Linked DNA regions of Ovis aries: all the other regions are linked to region 2. The links are chromatin contacts, called in public Hi-C maps. All regions are on one chromosome and are shown on one strand. The core of a region is the stretch at or near the end of the contact, and the rest is flanking DNA. Distances in the headings are between cores, read along the strand shown.

What was found. A called contact is a pair of places that touch in the nucleus more often than the background predicts.
Region 1: a Hi-C map of liver shows a contact between it and region 2, with 8 times the contacts expected there. The contact joins the promoter of MAPKAPK3 here to the promoter of MANF in region 2. A contact is called at or near these places in 11 of 16 Hi-C or Micro-C datasets (blood, hypothalamus, liver and 5 more).
Region 3: a Hi-C map of liver shows a contact between it and region 2, with 4 times the contacts expected there. The contact joins the promoter of C19H3orf18 here to the promoter of MANF in region 2. A contact is called at or near these places in 8 of 16 Hi-C or Micro-C datasets (blood, hypothalamus, liver and 3 more).

Annotation. Positions count from the first base shown.
Region 1 is chr19:49,788,067-49,790,827 of ARS-UI_Ramb_v3.0, forward strand. It overlaps MAPKAPK3 (MAPK activated protein kinase 3), which reads right to left and starts at 1,427. Exons shown (of 11, transcript XM_015102404.3): 1 at 1,321-1,427; 2 at 783-1,058. The coding sequence starts at 1,007.
Region 2 is chr19:49,443,311-49,446,010 of ARS-UI_Ramb_v3.0, forward strand. MANF (mesencephalic astrocyte derived neurotrophic factor) reads right to left here and starts at 1,288. Exons shown (of 4, transcript XM_042236163.1): 1 at 1,166-1,288; 2 at 285-489. The coding sequence starts at 443. It overlaps DOCK3 (dedicator of cytokinesis 3), which reads right to left. Exons shown (of 53, transcript XM_042236155.2): 53 at 2,318-2,700.
Region 3 is chr19:49,843,883-49,846,641 of ARS-UI_Ramb_v3.0, forward strand. It overlaps C19H3orf18 (chromosome 19 C3orf18 homolog), which reads left to right and starts at 1,347. Exons shown (of 5, transcript XM_004018435.6): 1 at 1,347-1,649.

The DNA of each region.
Region 1 (2,761 bases), core at 177-2,676, 340 kb after region 2:
CGAGGTATGGGGCACGTTCCTGGGTTCAAAACTGTATGACCTAAGCCAGAACTACATAGCTCGGTCAGCCACCCTCAAGACTCCCGGGAATCCAACTGTATCAGTGAGGTCTTAACCAGGCCCACAGAGAGTCTATGGTGTGACGTGGCTAGATGGCTGGCCCGCCCTCTGCCCAGGAAACAGGGTGGATCAGGTCGGAGACAGGGCCTGCCCCTTTCAACATGGGTCTGGTTGACTCATCTGGAGCCCATGAGTAGCTTCCTGCCCACAGGGGCAATGGGTGTCAGGCTTGCCCACCAGTCAGCCCTGGGAGACTGTCACCACTCCAGCCTAGGCAGGCAGGGACCTCAGGAGAGCCCCACCCCAAGCTTTTGTGGGGACTCAGCCTCAGGCAGAAAGTAAGTGAAACCCATTCCAGTCAGAAGAGTTTCTCATAGAAGAAGCAGCCAAGCTGAATGCAGGTCCCCCTCAGGCCCAAACTCACAGGCCCAGCCAGAAACCCAGAGTCAGGAGTTACTCCCTCCTTGCTTCCGGGTACAGCAGGCTATACCCACAGCTGACTACACTCCTTGCTCCCTGGGACATTCTGAGCTTAGCTAAACTAAGCTTCAGTTTCCCCATCTGTGAAGCAAGAGGGACCAGAAGCCCAACTTTACACACAAGTAAGAGGAGGAAACGGTAATGCTTAGCCTAAGAAGCTTAACAGAGGCCCTAGGCATAGCCCGCATCCACAGGTCGCTGCTGTTGGGCCCCCGCCCATGCGGGAGCGCGGGGCCACTGACCTTCAGGGCACACTTCTGCCCAGTGCGCCGGTGGAAGCACTCCAGCACCTTGCCGTTCACACCCAAGCCCAGCACCTGCTTGGACAACTGGTAGTCATCGGTCACTGCGTACTTCTTGGGCTCCCGCCGCCCCCCGAGGGCGGGAGCGCCGGCGCAACAAGGTCCGCAGGGTGCACCTGACGGGGGCGCAGGGCCCCCCTGCTCCTCTGCTGTCTCCACGTCCATGGCCCCGCGGGGCGCTCAGAGGCGGCCCCAGCCTGGCGCGTCCGGGGCCACCTGGGAAAGAGACGAAGAGTGAGTTCCGCTCAGACTCCTTCAGTACACTCCAGCCATGGACGCCCTAAGCCGGACCGGGCTTCGGGCCGGGGACAGGGCTGGGAATGAGCAACGAGTTGCTGGAGAGGACGGACCCGCGGCAGGGGGCGGTGGTCACGCAAGCGGGGCACCAGGCGAGTCCTGCCCCGGCCACCAGTCAAGAGGGGAAAGCGCCACGAGGTCCCGGGATTGGGAGGTGGGGGGGAGCCCTGTGAGGGCGTACCTGACGAGGGCGGACCTGACGGCAGCTCACGGGGCTGTGGTTGCCGGTAAGGGGCAGGGACAGGGGTCGCCAGAGGCCGCGGCCCTGAGCGCGCAGAGCCGAGAGTCGCGCCGCCGCCTACCCACGTGACCGCTCCCCTCCCCCCGCGCGTCCCCGACTACAAGCCGGGCTGGGTCAGTCTTAAAGGGCCAGGCTGGCCCAGGCAGGACGGGGCGGGGCCGGACCCGCCTAGAGCGGCAGCAGAAATAGGGGGCGTGGCTTCCAGAAGGGGGCGGAAACCTCCCAGGCTCCGCCCGCCTCTGGGGAAACCCAGCGCTAGAGCAGCCGGCTCCAGGGTGGGCTGTGCGAGCAGCCAGCCAATTGTACAAGCCATCAAGGAAGTGGCAGCACAGAAAATCTTCTCTTGGAGCCCCAGGTAGCCCCTGGAATCGGGTGTTTTCTCTGGAAGATCCCAAAAGGCCCTCCGGTACAATGTGTAAGGTTTCCAAATAAAGTCTTAATGTTTGTCAACAGGGAGAATGAAATGGAATTTTGTTGAGATTCGCATCTCTCTGGTTCCTGGTTGCTCTTGGGATCTTTCTAGCACTGGCATCTCTCCACTTCTGTGCATCTCTTGTTCTTGGAAAACAGCATCCTAAGACTAGAAATCCTAAATTCCTATTTGGTCATATCCATCAACTTTTCACCTTATGACTTGAGCTTTTGGTGTCATGTTTAAGAAATCTCCTCCTTCCACCCTAGTGCCAGATATTCTTTATTAGCTAAAAGGTTTTCCCTTATACTGTGAGCCCACCTTAGATTGTGTGCTTAGTTGCTCAATCGTGTCCAACTCTTTGAGACCCCATGAACTGCAGCCTGCCAGGCTCCTCTGTCCATGTGGATTCTCCAGGCAAGAATACTGGAGTGGGTTGCCATGCCCTCCTCCAGGGGATCTTCCCAGCCCAGGGATCGAACCCAGGTCTCCTGCAATGCAGGTGGATTCCTTACTGTCCAAGCCACTGGGGAAGCCACCGGGGAAGCCCCCATCTTAGATTATCTTACATATTTTGAACTAGTTTTCCCAACACAGACTGTTCAGTTCAGTTCAGTTCAGTTCAGTCGCTCAGTCGTGTCCGACTCTTTGCAACCCCATGAATCGCAGCATGCCAGGCCTCCCTGTCCATCACCAACTCCCAGAGTTCACTCAGATTCACATCCATCAAGTCAGTGATGCCATCCAGCCATCTCATCCTCGGTCGTCCCCTTCTCCTCCTGCCCCCAATTCCTCCCAGCATCAAAGTCTTTTCCAATGAGTCAACTCTTTGCATGAGGTGGCCAACGTACTGGAGTTTCAGCTTTAGCATCATTCCTTCCAAAGAAATCCCAGGACTGATCTCCTTCAGAATGGACTGGTTGGATCTCCTTGCAGTCCAAGGGACTCTCAGGAGTCTTCTCCAGCACC
Region 2 (2,700 bases), core at 38-2,537:
TGGTCCATTTTCTGCACAACTTGCATCCCACTGCCATCATTTGCCTGTCACTGCTCTCCCCTGATATTTCCGATGTCCAGCACACAGTAGGTGCTTAATCAACACTAAGGATAACATCCCAACAGCCGAATACAGAAAGCACTTCAGACCCACATTAGTTCACTGACAGAACAGCTGGCCTCCTCCATAGACAAGTGGGCGGGGTCTTGTACCTCCAGGCCTGGGAAGTGGATTCTTAAAACGCTGGCCAGGAACAGCCTGGAGAGGGCTAAACAGCTACTTACCAACCGATTCTCTTTGCCTCTTGCTTCACGGCAGAACTTTATAAGTTCTTTTTCAATAGAGGCTGGAGAGAATGTGACATCTCTGTCTTTGAGGTCCTGGTAAAACCTTCCCAGATAAGAAATACAAACTGAAAAAGACAAGGAAGATGCTCCAGTCATCACCAAGTTGCAGGCCAATTCACCAGGCGGGAACTCCAGCAGCAATCTTAATAGGAGACACGGAGAAAAGGTGAGTTTTTCTACCACCGGATTTTCTCGGGTGCCCACAGGTAGACAGAACCGTGCTCCGGGTTGCTGGGTCCCCGAGTACATCCAGGGGATGCGGGAAACGAGCATCACCTAATGACCCACAAACAGCTCCTCCCTGCTATTTCCATAAAGTTTAAACTCAGATTGAACACGTGTCCTTGAGATAGGCTCACTGTGACCTCATAAATGGACAAACGAGAGGCCGAAGAGAAAAAAACGATGCAAACGCTATTCATTTCCAAACGCAACACCGAACCCCAACGTGAATCTTTGCAACCCTATCATATCACACCAGGCGCGGTGCCCACGGGCGGCCCTCAAGGATTCCCCACCTTAGCCAGAACCGCTCCCAGGAGCTTCTGCCCAGTGATGGTAAAGGACCAAAATTCCGGCGTTATCTCAGTTTCAGGCCAAACTGTACGATCTAGTCCTAACTTCCTCGTCAGACCAATGTTTTTTAGGCCTAGAAAATGTTTTCTGGACCCGGCGTTGGTCCCTCCTCTGGCAGACCCCACTGGGGCCGGCCGCCCCCGCCCGCATTAGCCCCGGCCTCTCAGCCTTTCGGTGGTTTGGATGAGTTCAGCACCGCCGCCAGGCCGGCCACAGCGCTCGGACCACCAACTCCGCCTTACCTTCGCAGTCACCCGGTCGCAGCGCCCGGCTGGCCGGCAGCACGCTCAGAGCCAGCGCCACGGCCAGCCCGTGGGTGGCCCACATCCTCCACAACCCGCCGCCTCTGCCGCCTTCGCCGGACTGAACCGCGCCCGCCGTGCGGCGCAGCCCCCAGGTCCCGGCCGCGCGCCGTGGCTCCCTATTGGCTGGCGCCCCCCACGCTCTCCCACACACCGTTCCCCCATTGGTCCACGCTCCTCGGAGCCCAGAAGAGCGGCTCCACGCTACCCTTCCTCATTGGCTGATGGGATCGCCCGCCCTCCGCCCTAGACAGTTGTCGACCGCTGATTGAACCGGGGCTGCTCGCAGGAAGAGGCCGCAGAGGCGGCGGAAGCAGCTCTGTCGCCATCTTTGGTAGGGGCAGGGGCTGAGGCCGAGGAGGAGCTCCATCAGGCTGGAGTGGAATTCGGCCGCTGTCTCGCGCCTGCTCAGTTGCTCTGTGTACTCTGTTCTGGGCCCCAGGTCTTCCCGAAGAACCCCACGGACTTCCCCGCTGTGGTCCCGACTCGTGGTGCAGGTCAGGGGCTCTGTGGTCAGCCGCAACCCAACAGGCAAAGAGGTTTCTTTCTTTTTTCTTAAGGGACCAGGTGGGCTGGGGAACCAGCCTTTGGGGAACCGGTGAGGAAGAGTCCAGATTGCCCCGACAGGTAGACAGGAGGACCCAGTCGGGGCGGACAGATGTCGGGTAAGAGGGGCTCCCCCTCCAGGCTGCCTTCCCAGAGCTCAGAGGGGCGCCCGGGCCAGGATTGGTTGCCTGGCTTTGAGTTCGGAACCATCCCGCTTTACTGGGGAGATTGGCGGCTTCAGAGGTTTGTCCCCCACGCCAGGAAGACCTCTTCTTCCCCCTTTTACTCACAAGCCTCGGGAGCCTGGCCGAGGTGGCTGGTTTTCTCTCTTGCTTTCTAGCTGAGCGCTCTGCGCCCTCGGCTGCCCTCCTTTCCGGTGCAAGTCTTGGCTCCCTGTGCTTGAAGGCCGGACGTGGAAAAGGTTGGCTCTGTGCTCAGGACGGAAAAGAGATTTTTATGGGGCTAAAAGGGCTTGGAGCCCAGCGACAAGGGTTGGAGGCGGGCACTTGGCGGCTGCTCCCATTCAGTGAATTCAGTGGGTCAGTATCAGGTATTCATCTTTAATTCACATAACAGCAGTCAAGGGAGTGGGGAAAGGGGGGAAGTCAAGTGGCAGATATTTACATCTAAAATTCACATTACTTGCTGGATTGAGAACATGCTACCACAATATATACAGTAAAATACTTTTTTGGGACACTAGTACAAATTTTTTTTTTCTTTTAACTTTGCTTTCTGATACAGGTAAGACCATTAAGTCACTTCTTATTTTAAACATAAATACACAAAAGAAATGGTTAGAAGTTTTCTTATTTTAAATAAGCACAGAATGCCAGAGGTTAAAAACACATTTATAGGGCTGAATACCAATTGGACAGCACACTCTATACATTTTTTGCTCAAATTCCTGTACAAATACACAGCATTCA
Region 3 (2,759 bases), core at 97-2,596, 400 kb after region 2:
GCACCTCGGACGCCCCTGCGGGCCAGGGGCGGCGGGGTGGGTATGAACGCTTTGCACACTATTTCCGCAGGCGCACGGTAGGAAAGGGTGGCGTTGTGTTAAGGTTGCTCCCCAGTCTTCCTGAAGGTCACAGCAGGAATACGGCTTTAGCCTGCGGTGTCTGGTACCGACTCCGGAGTTGTGTAGGCCGCCCGAACGGAGGCGTGTCATCAGCTGGCCAGGAGTTCAAGGGATCCGGCGCTATGCGCAGGGGCGTGGCCTAACACAGACCTTGTACGGGTAGAGCGGCACGTGGGTGTAGCCCAGTGTTGGGGGCGGGCACTAACTTGAGGAGTGGCATCCAGTGTTCAGGACCTGGACAGGACCAGTGTCCAGGACCAGGTGGCGACTGGACCCCAGGGCCGCTCTTGACCCTCTAACCCCGTTTTAGGGTTTGGAGCAGGCAGCTCTAAATTGGAAGTATTAGTAGACCAGGGTTTGAATCCTTACTCATCGGGGGGGGCTTTGTCCAGGTCCTCTCTGTGTGCCTCAGTTCCTCTTATAAAATTCATGGCAGGGTCTCTCAAGTGTGGCCTGCCAATGCCACTCCCCTCTGCCCTCGAGTCTATTGTTAACTAGATCACTGTTGACTAAACTACTGTTAAACATACAGTTTCCGAGGCTCCGTCCCAGACCCGGGGATCTGTATCTGTAACAAGCTATTAAAAAGCGATCCCCATAAGTTCCTATGAAAACCTGAGAATTAGAAGGTATCTGAAAGCTCCTCATTGTAGAGGTGATCGCACTCTGGATGGAGGGGTATATATAGGTTTTCCTGGGTCCAGGTGCCCAGTAATTCCTCTCCAATAATAATACCATCCCATCTCCCTATTTCTCTGAAAGATGCCTCATTTCTAGCCAGAGGTGGGTACCGTTTGCCAATAGCCCTCACACCAGAGCCCATCTGAGCAAGAAGCTGAGAGCCAGGGAGGAGAAGCATCTTGCTCTATTTCACCAAGCTAGTAGAGCGTCCAGCCAGAGTTCAACGCTGGCTCAAGGACTCCTAGTTTGGTGCTCTCCCCAAACCTGCGCCCACCTGCATTTGGGGAGCGCGAGTCTGTCCGGGTGGAGGTGAAGCCTGGGCTAGCCGGTGGCCAGAGTTCTGTCCTTAAGAAAGGCCTGGCCGCCCACAGTCCCCCGCGCGATTCTACATGGGCCAGGGAGAATGAGCAGTGGTCTGCAAGAACTGCGACCCGGCTCCCGCTCTCGCTGGGGGCAGAGCCAGATCTGAGCGGCAGGCCAGCGGACCAATGCAGAGCCGGCTCTGGGCCTGACAGCCAATCCGGGGCCGGGGGCGCGGGGCTGGCAGGGAGGAGAATAGCTGGAGCATCGCGGAGACGCTAGGCTGCTGGCCTCAGCCCCACCCCCGCGGTGGGTCCCGGCCCGGCCTGTCCCTGTCCAGGCTGGCAGAGCTAGCGCTCTGCTGTGGGCGGTGCGACGTCACAGGCACAGCCCAGGAGGTCCACCCAGGGAGGGCGGACGTCGGGTCGGACTCGCCGCCCCCTACCCTAGGACCTGGGGGGTCTTCCCCCTAACCTTGCCCCCGCCTCCTGCCGGTCGCCACCACCCCTAACCTCTCCGGCTGAGCTCGGCGTCCCAGAGAGGATTAAGTAAGTGCTGAGGTCGCCGCTTCTGTGCAAGAATGGAGGAATCAGAGGGACGAAGGTGGGGATGGGGATTGGAGTAGCGAGGAATGATGAACCTGGTGGAGAACGGTATGTGGGTTCTCGGAGGTCGTAGCGCCCAACCCTTTTCCTCCCCATTCCTTCTCTTGCCCTTTGGAACGTGAGACAGTCCTGAACAGTGATGAGCAGGGCCCTTTCCCTCCTTTGGAAGGAAAAATAAACAGAGCCCCAGAGCAAGTGTTAAGGGTCTGGCCCAAGGTCACATCTCGGAGTCAGTGGCAGAACCAAGAAAGAACCTGGGACTCCTGACAAGCCCAGCCTACCTAGAGGCAGAGGACAGAGAGCGGCGATGAGCCTCTCCCATCCTGTGTTTCTGTGCCAGCCTTGCCCCTTCCTAAGGGGCCATCCTGGGTGTGTGTGCCCACCTCACACACACCCATGCACCCATATGGGAGGCATCCCACATATACCCATGAGCTGGCACACAGCGTGTGTATGCAGCCATGATCTGTGCATTCCTCCTCTCCCTAGGCCTGCCTTTCTGCAGTTTGGCTGGGACTTCTTCCCACTCCGTCTTATCCAGGGCCTTTTGGCCTGGGAAGGCCAAAGTCACAGCCTGGACTGGGCATATCGCCCACCCTCTGCTCCCAAGGGAAGAGGGAAGGGTAGGAGAAGTCATCTCAGAGTGGGAGCTCCATTCTTACCTCTGAAGATTCACTCTCCTTGACTGTCTCCTGGTCCCTGGCAGCCTCTGGCTCCCCTGTAGGGGTCCAGGGACCCAAGAGCCTACAGAGAAAGCCCATCAGAGGCCCTGAATTACTCCTTTCTCTCCTTCTTGTCTTCTGGCCTTGCCACACCTGTCCCTGCCCTCCTTCCAAGCACGGGCTGGACGACACACAGCAAAGTGGGTGCAGGGGCTTCTGTGGCCCCCCTTTCCCAAATGGAGTGACCAGAGTGAGAAGAGCTTACACTTACTGGGTGCTTACTGTGGATAAGGGTTGTCTGAGCTAAGTCATTTCTAGGGACTACTTCATTCTGATATGTCAGTGACCCTCTCACCCTTTCTGTGAGGGAGGTGCCCTTAATGCCTACAGC